2 separate regions of the Sus scrofa genome follow, and region 2 is linked to region 1. A link is a contact called in public Hi-C data. All regions are on one chromosome and are shown on one strand. The core of a region is the stretch at or near the end of the contact, and the rest is flanking DNA. Distances in the headings are between cores, read along the strand shown.

Region 1 (6,417 bases), core at 1,486-3,985:
CTCTTACAAACGCGTCCGCCGTCTCTGTACCCCACGGCGATGCTCTCAGATCAGGGATGTACGAATAGCCCATATCCTACACGACTGCACAGAACCGTTTCTGCAGCGCTCTCATCGGAAAAATGTCATCCTGCCGCAACGGAGCAATCCTCCCAATTTCCAAAACATCAATGGTGTAGCTATAAATCACAACCACATCTAAAGGCTGGCGCAGAGGGGGAGAACATTTCATTGCAACCAATGAACTTATCCATTCTTTCAGAGTGGCAGCGTAAGGTGCCTTGCAGGGCTGCAGACCTGGGCTCAGAGGAGCCTCTGGTTCAGGCACAACTTTGACCTCAGGGAAATGCTCAAGAGGTCATTGTCCTTCCCTAAAGCTCCGCTGTGTATAAAATGAAACTGGTCCCCAGGCTCCCACAGGGTTGGCACAGCCACACAATGAGCTTATGAATGCCAGAGCATTCCTGCTGAAGTTCTATACAAACGAAAGGTGGTATCGCCGTGGATAATAATGCCAAGAACAGAAGCATCTTCGAATGGTTCTTAAGCCTCATGACATTAGCAATAACCCTGACACAACACAAGCGTGCCTTTCACTAACAGAAAAATGACAGCATCGTCACAGCCCCAAGCAGGATTCGCTGCTCACTGCTTTGGAGTCTTAATAAAAATGATAAGGACTCCAGCCAAGAAGGGGCCTAAGATCTCACGTCGTACAGGTGACATGGAGCTACCAGAAACCATCACCTGGGAGCCACAGGATGTTGGGGGAGGGGGAGAGGGGTTCGAGAAGAAGGAAAAGGAAAGAAAAACGAAATCACATTCCCTTGCTGGAAAGTCAAACTGCTTCGCAGGAAGTCCTCGAGACTCCAGAGTTGGGCTTCAAGGATGGGAAACGAAAACGAGGCAGCACGAATCACACTCAGCTAGAGGTCTCTGCACGGTGACAAGGTGCTCTCAGCCAGGTGCGTTCAGTCCTTGGCACCAGCTTTCAAAGTGTTTCATCAGACTCCTGTGGATGCTGCCAGAGAGCTGCGGGCAGGCGGCTGAAACAGGCACGGTGGCCCTTGACCTGAACGGGCACAGAGCCAGAATGGGCAGCGGAGGGACATCTCTGCAAGCTCACCGGGCCATCGGCAGCCTGTGCGGGTCCCATGCCTCCCACAGTTTTGCCAGGGACACACCAGAGCCTCTGCCTCTCGAGGAATCTGGAAGCATCTTAAATTGCCAACAGGGAGGCCAGGTGCTCTGAGCGCCAGGCCCACAGAAGGCTGGAGCACCATTCAGATCCTCCCCAGGAATCAGCTGACCCCCTATGAGTGCACTCGGCCAATCAGCAACCTGGCTGGGACACCGTTCAAGTCCATGGGGGCTGCCAAATGCCAAGAGGATCAGCACCACCAAATCCACCTTCTCAGTCGAACCGGCCAAGCGTCAAACCAACTGCTCTGGGGTTAGCAGTTCAGACTGCACGGTGCCAAAGCGAAGCTTTCCCGCGGCCCCTGCCCTGTGGCTTGCAGACAGGGGGGGAGCGGGGCGAAGCTGCCTGCGGCTGGGCTTCAGACACACTTCTGCCAGGCCTGGAACCTTCTCAGTGTTCCTCAACTGCGGCTTTTGGTTAGGCCATTTCTAGGTTACGGATAACCCAGCCGTCAAACCTTTTACCGCCACTGGCCAACGACAATGAGACAATCTGGAAGCGGAGGAGCTGAGAAATAACCATGGTGACGCCAGAGAGAACAGGAGCCCAGGAGAGGCAGACCCAGGCTCCACCTCTCCTGAGGGTCACAGCCTTGCCAGACTTGCAGGAAGGGTGGGTGGGTGGCCTCCCAGGGCAGGTGTGTGAAAGTGAAACCCAGAGAGAGGGGTCTTCTAAATTGGCCCAGGACTTCTGGGAGAAAACACTCTGTAGAGGAAGCCAGCCTCTCTCTGCACAGCGGCAGGTGGACCCCCACGGGGATACGATGCTGTCTGCAGCTTGGGCTAAGTTCAGCAGCCTCCACTGTGTCCCCGAAAAAGGCAAATCCACCAAAGGAAGAGCCTGCCCACCCCACGCCCCCCAGCAGCAGCTCTTCTCAAAAAGACCTCTTCAACGTCCAGCAAGACGCTCAGCTCCCCGCCTGGTAACCTGTCACAGACCAGTGGCGCCGACCCCTCCGGCTGGCCCCAGGCCTCGACTGGACCAGATCACTCGGGTGGCCCAGGACGCGACCGCACGGAGCCACTTTCTCACTGGAGACTCTACTGCCCATTATCGCATTAGCGCCGCGATCCATCTTCCCTGGCAAGGCTGGCGGCGCGCTCGCCCGGCCCTCGGCCTCCCCCTCGGCTCTCGCCCGGCCTTGCAGGGTGAGAAGCACCGCAGTGCTCGCTCGGCCGGGCAGCCGTGTGCCAAGGCCCGGCGCGTGTGTACACACGCACGCACACGCGCGCGCGCCCCGCCGCGCCGGGGGCGCCCGCTCCCCCGCGCTCTCCAGGAGCCCCGCAGCGGCGGCTCGGCCCTCACCTTCGATGGCGATGACGTGCTCCCGGATCTGGTTCTGCAACACCGGCTCCTCCACGCGCTCCAGCAGCTCGTAGATGGAGTAGATGTTGGGGTGGACCGACTCGAAGCGCTGGATCTCGGCCCGGATGGCAGCCGAGTTGGCCAGCTGCTGCTGGTAGTTCATGGTGCAGGCGCCGCGCCCGGAGCCGCGCGCCCCCCGCCGCCGCCGCCGTCCCGCGCCCCGGGGCCCGCGGGCCGCCGAGCCTGGGGCGCCGCAGCCCCCGGGGAGCCGGGCCCGCCGCCGGCGGCGGGCGGAGGAGGCGCGAGAAGAAAGGAGCGGGCGGAGCAGGCGCGGGGCCGGCCCGCCGACTCAGTTCATGGCCGGGACGCGCGGCCAGCGAGCGAGCGGGCCCCGGCGCCCCGGGTCAGCGGGCCCCCATGGAGCGCGCCGCGGCGGGCGCGGCCGGCCCCGGAGGAGGCTCGCTCGGGCTCCTTCCTGAGCCGCAGCCGCCTTCCACCCCTAGGCGCTGCCCCGCCGAGCAGCCATTAAAGCCCAGGCAGCCGCCGCGCTCCGAGCGCTGGGGCCGAGGGCCGGCCCCCGGGCAGTGGCCGCGCCGCTCGGGATGCCCGGCCGCCGCGTGGGTCCGCGCGCTGCGTGCTGCGCCGCCCGGCGCGCCGGGGCCCCCGCGCGGAGCCCGCCGTGCGCCGTCCGCCGAGCCGGGACCGAGCCGCAGGCGCCGTGCAAGCCGCGGAGCCCTCGCCGAGCGCCGCCCGCCGCCTGCCCGGCCAGCCCCCTCCCTGGCACGCAGGGCTCAAACCCACGTCGGCCCCGCCTCCGCCAGCGCCCCGCCCGCCCGCGCGCTCGCTCGCCGCCCGCCGCCGCTGCTGCGTCCTCCGCGGCGCTTCCCAGCGCGCCGGATCCCGGGGAATTGCGCCAGGCTCCGCCCCGCGCCTGCCTCTGGGCTTCCTGGGACTTGTAGTCCGCGGCGCGCCGCGTCGGCGCTCCGCCGGGACCGCGGGGAGGGGCGCGCTCGCCGCTCGGGGCAGGCGCGGAGTTGGGGCCCGGGGGCCGAGGAGCGGGGCTCTCCCACCCGCGGAACCGTGACGCGCCCGGCTCCCGGTCCTGGCGCTCCGCTGGTCCCGGCGCTGTCCTGCTGCTGTCCCCGGGAGGCGGTGCGCCAACCCGCCCGCGTTTTTGCTTCTAAGCGGCCGGCTGCGGGAGCATTTGCGACTCGCCTTGTCCCCCGGCCGCACTTTGTTCGCTCCCCACCCCGCCCCCCATTTTTAAACTTTGTATCTCCTTTTGCGAAAGTCACACGCGTGCTTCCTCTTAATAAACTAAATTTCTTCCCGAAGGCGAAGAGCCGCCTTAGCCGTGGCGGCGTGGGTGTTCACACTCCTCGAGTGAAGTTTAGACGGGGACGCGACGTGCAGCGAAATACCACGGAAGCTCCCTTAGGCATCCTCTCCCTTTAAAATAAAAAAATAAAAATAAATAAATTGGAGGTATGGGTCTCAAGCTGCAGCCTGATCTGCGTGGGTCCCCAGCCTGCTCACCCCCACCCCAATCCCCTGTAAGCTCAGCCCGGGAATCCTGCGGAGCTGGACCGCACAGCAAGAAGGTTCCAGGCAAACGGGACTGTTGCAGACGTGCTGAGCACTGGGGCCAAGTTTATGAGCCCGGGCCTAGTCCCTGCCCTGACCTTTCCAAGCGGTTTTTTGGAAGCACTTGGTCCGCGCCCCCTGCCCCCGCAGCCCTGATCAAAGCCAGCTGAGCCTTCACCTGGCTCACCTGCCACCTGCGTGTGGCTTCTGCAGCCTGGTATCCATCTTCCCCGAGTTACACCCACTGGGCTCACAATTCCCCCAGACAAACGTGCCGATGGTCTTCAGCACCCTGAGCTCGTGCCCTCCCCCCATTCCTGATCCCTACAGCATCCCTGACACACTAATCTGCCTCTGGCTTTACTCTCAGCCTAAGTAACTGCAGTAACTGAGGTGCCCACAATGTGGCCTCATCGAATTTAACCTGTCGGCAGTCCTGGAACCCTTCTTCTCCTGGCTGCTAGAATAACATGCTCGCCAAGCTTTCCTACTACCTTTCTGGCTTCTCAGTCCCTTTTGTGATCCCCTCTGACTCCCCTAACCTCTTAAATATGGAGAGCGAGCAGCTAGGGCTCCTTTCTGGGTCTCTTCTCTTTTCTATGTGTGGGGATCTCTCTTTCGGCTTTGAATATCCTATACAGGTTCATGAACCACAAAGTCCTACCTCCAGTCCAGCCCTCACCCCTGAATCACAATTTCGTATCCAATTGCCTCTTCATCATCTCTGGGATGCCGGCTGACAATTTAAATCTAACATGTCTGGAGCTGAATTCTGGCTGCTCCCTCCCCGTGCTTCTCCTGAAATCTTTGTCCCAGCTGTGGGCAACTTCAGGCCTCCTTTCGCTCGGGCTGACATCCATCCTTGACGCCCCTCCCTCCCATACCCCAAATAGTGTCAGCACCACCTCCTCATGATCCAGAATCTCACAGCCTCTTGCCGCCCCACTGCCACCACCCTGCTGAAGGTGTGATTATCTCGCCTCTGGGTTAGTGCAGGAAATTGATCTGGAAATTGATCAAGCAGTGGATCTCCTTGCTTCTTACTTTTGCCCTTAGAGTCTGTTCTCACTAAGACAGCGCTGGTGAAACTCAGAAAACCTAAGCTGGTCGTGCCAGAGCCTCTGCTCAAAACCCTCCCGTCATTCCTGTCCCGCTCAGAGTAAATTCCACCACCTTACTCTGGCCTCCAAAGCCGTACTGGCCCTAGTGTCTAGCGGGAGCTGTGCAGGTTCTGAGCAGAACCCTACTTGTAAGCTAACAAGTTAGCCTGCAGAAGATGGAGCCTCCTGGGTGAGAAACAAAAGACGCTGGTATTCACAGCAACAGCAGTAGCTAGAGTATCAGCATTTTTGGGGGGCCGCTCTGTGACGTGTGGAAGTTCCCAGGCCGGGATTGAACCCATGCCACAGCAGCGATCTGCACCCCTGCAGTGACAATGCTGGATCTTTAACCTGCTGCGCCACAGAGAACTCCCATAGAGTGTTGGCATTTTCAGGGGCCGGTTCACGAAGCTCCAATTCCCACAGGGCCAAGAGGAATTGGGCCTGTAGGAAAGGAACCTGGAGTTTAGAGAACCCCAGTCTTTTATATGGGCAGTAACCAGTCTGCCCTTAACCATGACAGGAGACCCCATCTTCATCTCCCAAGGCTGTTTGCCCTAGGAAGCTTCTTGAAAGGATGGCAGTCCATGTCTCTGCCCTCAGACACGCAGATGCGCAGGAGACCAAGGGAGAATCGTTTCCACCAGCTCCTCGGCATGCCTCCCACCCCAGCATCTCTCCTTCCACCCCATTCTCCCCTCTTCAGCCGTGCCATCTGGCCTCCTTGCTGTTCCTTAAATACACCCACGCACACCCACCTTTTGTATTCGCCCGCCTTGCTTCCTCCATCAGGAACGCCCTCCCCGCTTCCTCACCGGCTGTTTCACTTCCTCCACGCATTTACTCCAAAGCCACCTTCAAGAGGGGCCCCCTCGGACACCCTATCCGAAAGGACACCCCTTCACCGACACTTCCTGTCTTCTATCCTCGCCGAGGCGGGTAAGCTGATGGCACCCCAAGATGCCCACATCCTCCTCCCTGAGACCCAAAAGTGTGTTGTCTTACACGGCAGAGAGGCGATGCAGGTGTGATGAAGTTAATGACGTGGAGATGAGGAGATTATCCTGGACTGTCTGGGCAGGTCCAGTGTCACCCCAGGGTCCTTATGAGAGGCGGGCATCAGGGTTAGTCCGAGATGGAGCCACGAGGATAGATGAAGAGGGGAGGGGGCGGGGGAGATCGGGAGGTGCTACTCGGCCGGCTCTGAAGATAGAAGGATGGCGCCAC
Region 2 (6,438 bases), core at 3,484-5,983, 220 kb before region 1:
CTGGAAGACCCTCTCCACGTTCAGCCCGTAGGTGGCGCACGTCTCGTAGTACGTGCACCTCTTCAGGTCGCTGGAGAGCTTCCGCGCCCTGGCGTCGTCGATGACCCGCGGGTTGGTGGAGCTTATGGCATCTGCAACGGAAGGACAGGAAGCGGCGACACGGTGACCCCGAGCACGCGGGGACGGCCCCGAGCAGCTGCAAAGCTGCCCCTCGCGCAGCGCGGCAGTGATTCTTTTCAGACCCTGGCGCTCCCCCCCCAACCATCATCTCAGACACCTGATTAAGCGGCTGTTTCAGAGGCTCCTGCTTCTGAAAATGAAAGAAAAGAATGTCGGCAAAAACCAGACGGAAAGGGGACGAGCTCAACGTGGCTCCAGAGGAAAATACTTTTTTTTTTTTTTTTTGGTCTTTCTGCCTTTTCTAGGGCCGCTCCTGAGGCATAGGGAGGTTCCCAGGCTAGGGGTCTAAATCAGAGCTGCAGAGCTGCAGCCGCCGGCCTACGCCAGAGCCACAGCAACGCGGGATCCGAGCCACATCTGCGACCTACACCACAGCTCACGGCAATGCCGGATCCTTAACCCACTAAGCGAGGCCAGGGATCAACCCCGCAACCTCATGGTTCCTAGTCGGATTCATTAACCACTGAGCCATGACGGGAACTCCGGAAAATACTTTTAAAAAGTTAAACGGCGCGGTCTCCACTCTCAGCACAAGGCGCCGGGGCGGGGGCCGCCCCGCCCCTCCGGATGCCCCGACCGCCCGCTGGACACCCCCGCCAGGTGCCCAGACCTGTTTTGGACACGGGGACACCCCAGGGAACAAAAGGGACAAAAATCTGTGCCGTCAGGAAGGGGACCCTAGGTTGGCCAGGGACGGAGGCATAAATAAGAGCGGAGGGGGGAGGGGCCGGGTAGCCGCACCTGCAGGAGGCGGCGGCAGGACAGCCACCACCAGCCCACCAGCCGGGTGGGGGAGCGCGTGGGGGGCAGGGGGCCGCGGAGCGCCTGGGGTCTCAGGGAGACCGAAGGGCATCGGCAGGAGTGGGAGGTGCCTTGTGGCACCGGAGGGCCACAGACGAGTGTGCAAGCCACACTGGGTCTTAACAGAACCACCGGGGCCCAGGTGGCTCGGGTAGGAGGTCAGGGCTCTCCGGCAGGATCTGGGTACAGGCAGGGGCATCGGTGAGCAAAACAGACACCAGGTACCAGCCACTAACTTCCTAAAAAATAGAAATGCAGCCCCCAACTTTTTTTTCAGCGTGGCATCCACCAGCCCCCCTCCACCTCCATTTCCTTCCTACAGAGTAACTGCGGGGTGGGGGCAGCCATGCGCCTGGCACACAGGACCAGAGGAAGGGCCGAGATGCTCATGGCCCTGGGGCGCCATAAGGTAACACACACTTTTTTTCTGGAATTTTCCCTGAGGGTGTGAAGGTTCCTAAGCTACAGGAAACACTCGGCGGCTCTTTAAACAAAAAGCCCACCAATGGGATTTTTCTCTCCTCGTCCAGGGCAGCAGCTGCCTGAGTCATAGGAGCTTGTCAACGTCCATGGTTGCAAAAGAAGCGCCTCGGGCACTCAAGCTGTTCAAGCATTAAGCAAAAGTAGCATCCTGAGTGAATAATTTGATGCTTTTTTTCCTCCCTCTTTCTCCTTTCATTGTTCTTGATTTTTTTTTTTTTTTTTTTTTAAGCCCCATGGACTGGGTTTAACTGAGAGTTCTGAGTGACCTCCAGGGAAACCAACTGACTCAGGACCTTTTCTCGGACAACGACCAAGGCCGCCACGACGGAGGGTCCAGCACATTCCACGCAGGGCCTGCTAGACGTTCCTCCAACATCTGGTCTTATCTTCCTGTCTTACAGATTAATCGGTGTGGCTTGGATTTCACAATTTAAGGAAAAGAGGTACTTTTTTAAAGATGTAGACATCTTTTAAGAAAATAGTGGGAAAAAAGTCAGAAACCCCTAATTTTCCAGGGCTTTGGTGTAAACTGGAAAATCCAGGCCCAGGAGCATTCACCCATCTTAACACGGGCCCTGACCTGGGCCAGCGCCCAGCCCCTCCTTCCCCGGGGGTGTCCACCCTGTCTGTCCCACCCCGGCTTCCGAGGCGTCTCAGAAATGGACCCCATGCTTGAGCGTGATCTAGTTTCCTTTTTCACTCTTGTGACGCTGCATCTTTTCACAGCTCGTGCTTCTCCCTCAACCCCACGGGACCTGCAAGTCTTTAAAACAGAACCTGCTGAAACACATCACACCAGCACCTCCTCCATCCCCCAGCTCCCCGATGGCACCCAGGAGAGAACCATCCCCCCACGTATCCTTGGGGAATGAACTCGATTCTTCTTCACCTTCTCCGTCCCATAACCTCCTCTCTTGAGGCCCCCAACCCAGACCACCTGGGAGGGAAATCTGGGATCCCCCCCACCCCGTCTCTGGTGCCCCAGGCGGCCCCCCGAGGAAGCAGGAAAAACACGCAGGCTTCAGAGAGAGCACGTCTGCAAGCAGCTAATAGTACCTGAGGGTGGAACCTTCCAGAAGCCCACACTCACCCCACCTTCTCTCTTCTCTCTGTGGGCACTTTTTTGTTTGTCTTTGTAGGGCCACACCTGTGGCATATGGAGGTTTTCAGGCTGGGGGTCTAATTGGAGCTGTAGCTGCCAGCCTACACCACAGCCACAGCAACGCCAGATCCTTAACCCACTGAGTGAGGTCAGGGATCGAACCGGCGTTCTCATGGATACTAGCTGGAGTCATTGCCACTGAGCCACGATGGGAAGTCCTCCATGGGGGCTTTTAAGTGCTCGGGGAATGAGAGGTTGGTTCATGACCCCTCAGGTGACGAATGTCCCTAATGATAACTTCTTGTCCTGTTCCTTTGGTGCGTGGTTTTGCTAAGGTACCAACAGGTCTCACAGGTGGGCCCCCGTGCAAGCTGGCAGGCGTGGGCAGCCCCGGCCGTACCTCAGTAAAACCAGCCGCCTGGGGGGCTACGAGGGAGCACAGCGAGGGCACACTTGACAATCGGGTGCCCGCGGCTGCTCCCACGGCCTTACGGCACCTCCTCCCTGCGAGGCCTGGCACCTGACGACACAGCCTGGAGGCCGAGAAGCGGCTCTGCAGGACCTCAAAGCAGGGGCCTCAAACCCGCCACTGCCTGCTGCCCTAAACACGGCTTTGTGAGGAAGGCAACAAGGCATCCACCTGCTCCAGCCCACACTGAAAACACACCTGCTCTTTATCCAGGTGCGTCTCCAGCAGAAAGAGCCCTGAACACAAACGCCCTGACCTGATAAGGAGCTGCCCACACAGACTCTGCTCTTGCGCAGAAATGCCCTGGGCAGGCCTACAGGGAGAGCCACTTACAGGAAACCGACGGCCTCGGTTTCAAGGCAGCTTTAAGGAAGATCTGCGTTAGACCAGCTGCCCCCTATAAAATATTGATTATTAAGAATATTCCGGAGGCCAACTCAAACACGCCAATTCTGCACAGCAGAGCAGGAACTGAGGGCTTTGCACAGGCAAGCTTGTGTTTCCCTGTGACCACAAGAGGGCGCTTTGGGCCTAAAAAAAAGTCTATCCATTTTCGACTAAATCCACCTCTGCTCTGAAGGGTTCCGTCCTGAGACCACCAGCCATGATATAAATGCTAAAAAAAAAAAGGGGGGTGGGGTGGGGTGGGGCAGTGAGGTGCTCTCCATGAAAACCCAGCTCTAACAGTCCACCGCCAGCACTGAGCAGGTGTCTTTATTCCATAGTTGCTTTTTCTCCCCAAACCCACACCCGCCCCATGACGCCTTTTATCTGTGCAGATTCCTGGCAGGGCAGGGGACCAGCCAGCTCTCAGCGCCATCAGACCTGGTGCCACCACACAGCTAACTGTTCCTGCCTGTTCAAGACAGCTAATACCTCGGGGCAGACAAGGACAGAGCAGATGTGCTACTTCTAAAGGAATTAACCAAAAATAGAAGCTGAACAACCCCCTCCCCCACAAATGAAGGGATAATCCAGTGCTTCTGGACGTGATTATTTTTTCAGTTCCTCATCTCTCTGACAAAGCCGTTTTCAAGTTAGCCTTCATGGGCTTTTTTAAAAACACTCTGTGTGATCCCGTGGTTAAGCTCCCAACGGCAGACGCCAGTACAGCAGTGAACGAATCCAGGATCAAGAACCAGGGTCCTGTAAGTGAGGTCACTTTACCAAGAGGCCAGGTTTTAAATGACCTAGAAAAAACCCACAAAACATCCCCACGTGGTTAAGAGTCCATGCTCTCTGAGGGACCGGCAAGATTCAAAATAAGATCTAGAGCATAAGACATGGAGAAATAGAGCAGAAGAAAAGGAAATTCTGCAATATATCAGAAATCAATAATATCTGAACAGGGCAAAGGCAACCTCTGAGGTTGCTTATAAACGGGGTTATAACAGAGAGATTCGGGTAGCCTAATACAGAAGTCAGACTGTCTTTTTTCCTAACGTGCTGAGGGGTTGTGGGGGCACGTGTTCTGTTTTGAAGTTGCTAAGTGATTTCTTGAGAGCATCAAATCAGGCCATGTGACAATTTCAGTTGCCGGGAGGCTCCCCGTAAAAAGGGAGCCTCCAGCAGGAACTCATTTCCTCTTTAGGCCGTTTCCAAACCCCTCCCCTCTGAAAGCACGGGCCATGCGTCCACTTACTGCTCAAGCGCGGAGCCCCTGGAGGACACCCCCGCCCCGTGAGCGGCCACCACTCACCCTGGGTCCCCACGAGGACCAGAGGGATCTCGCTCGTGCTGCGGTAGTTGGCCATCCGGCTGTAGTAGTGGTAGACGGTCTGGAAGCTTATCTCGTCCTCCAAGCTGAAGACAAATATGACAGCGTCCACCCACATGGCAAACTGGGGAGAAAAGGAGGCGGGTGAGAGGGGGGCACACAGAGGGGCAGGGGCAGCCTCGGGTCCCCTTGGTGAGCACAGGATGTAAGGCTGGCAGTGCCGCCTTTGGCCGGGCCACGTCTGACGCCCAGCTTCCGCTGTCACATGCTGCCTGGAACGGGGCCCTCGGCCCCTTCCCGCCCAGGCCACGCCGTCCCCAGAGGAGAACCAGACACTCCGCCCCACGGAATGTCCACCCGCTATCCTGACTCGGAAAGCAAACCCCGCTCGCGCCCAAGCCGATCTGGACACGGGCACGGGGGGGACCCTATGGCTCCCTGTCTCCCACTCAGTCCCCCACAGAGCCCCCGGCCCAGGAGGCCTCGCCAGACCCTGAGATGCGGCCCGGCCTCTGGGCGCCCACCGCTCAGAAACCCTCCACCTCCAGGGCGACTCCTCCGTCCACACAGGAGGCCTTTGTGGTAAAGACCGCCTGCCGCCCGTGTCTTGTCGTTCTGTTTAGGGCCACACCTGCAGGTGCACCTGGGGCCTACATCCCAGCCACAGCCACAGCCACGCCAGACCTGAGCTGCATCTGCAACCTAGGCAACAGTTTGCAAGCAACACCGCATCTTAAACCCACAAGCGAGGCCAGGGATCGAACCCACATCCTCACGGACGCTATGTCAGGTTCTAAATCCACTGAGCCACAATGGGAACTCCAGCTGCCACCCATTTCTTATGGCAGCCTTGCAGGAAATTATTACTTATTGCCAGAGCCGCTCACAGAGCCGCTGCACAAGAGGAGCACCATTCGGGGGGCGGGGGGGGGGACTGAAAGGCCTGCCTCTCGTCATTTTGTTCTTGTTTCACCTGCATCCAGCTGCACTTCCACGAGAGCCTCTTTCTGGCAAATAACCATACCCTCAGGCCCCCTTATCTCGGTAACCACCTGTGAAGCTGGAGCCACGGGAACGGAGGGGCCTGGAAGCTCGGGAGCTTCCCAGAGTCACACAGGCGGCGCCAAGGAACAGTCTGGGCCCCTTCCCGTCGATGAAAGACCCAAGGGAAAATGGAAAAAATAAAAAAATCCCGCATGCTTTCTCTAAAAGAAGCTGCAGCGCCACATACGTGTTGACGGCCAAGGCTTCAGCTCTGATAAGACTGGGGGAAACGGTTGGTGGGTTAAGCTCTGACGTCCACAGATGAAAGAAAAGCATATTCAGCTAACGTGTGGAAACATCACGTAACAAACATAAAAAAACCTCAAGTTCAGATGATAAGCATGCAATTAAATAAGAAAGAGCCCCCCCCCCGCCCCAAGAACAGTAACCCTGGGATGGCTGAGCCCTCTCCAGGTGCAGGACCCAGGCTGGCACGGCCGCTCCCCCTCTTCTCTAGGAAGAAATGCAGACCAGCTCCCTTACCAAGAATGTGGACACTCCGTAAACCCCCACCCTGCACCCCAGAGGCTTCTCTACCAGCTACCAAAAAAGACCCAAAAATCCTGGCAAAGTTTGTACATCCCCCTAATACAACGCTCGTGGCCTCAAAGCCCTGCAGCATCCTTCACAAAGCTGCCCGTT

Evidence for each region. A called contact is a pair of places that touch in the nucleus more often than the background predicts.
Region 2: a contact with region 1 is called in a Hi-C map of omental adipose tissue, with 1.7 times the contacts expected there. The contact joins the enhancer-like site here to the promoter of AGAP1 in region 1. A contact is called at or near these places in 3 of 47 Hi-C or Micro-C datasets (embryonic fibroblasts, liver and omental adipose tissue) and 1 of 2 datasets of contacts at active chromatin or transcription factors (skeletal muscle).

The regions. Positions count from the first base shown.
Region 1 is chr15:135,438,758-135,445,174 of Sscrofa11.1, reverse strand. It overlaps AGAP1 (arf-GAP with GTPase, ANK repeat and PH domain-containing protein 1), which reads right to left and starts at 2,735. Exons shown (of 20, transcript XM_021075538.1): 1 at 2,507-2,735. The coding sequence starts at 2,669.
Region 2 is chr15:135,656,731-135,663,168 of Sscrofa11.1, reverse strand. AGAP1 (arf-GAP with GTPase, ANK repeat and PH domain-containing protein 1) reads right to left here. Exons shown (of 20, transcript XM_021075538.1): 6 at 4,735-4,876; 7 at 1-131. Among named protein-coding and RNA genes, the nearest start is that of AGAP1, 220 kb to the right of the region's middle. Within about 2 kb of position 4,733, at least 16 of the 83 cell types and tissues checked have an H3K27ac peak or open chromatin away from gene starts, as enhancers often do. A contact at or near this core is called in omental adipose tissue, where this site is marked.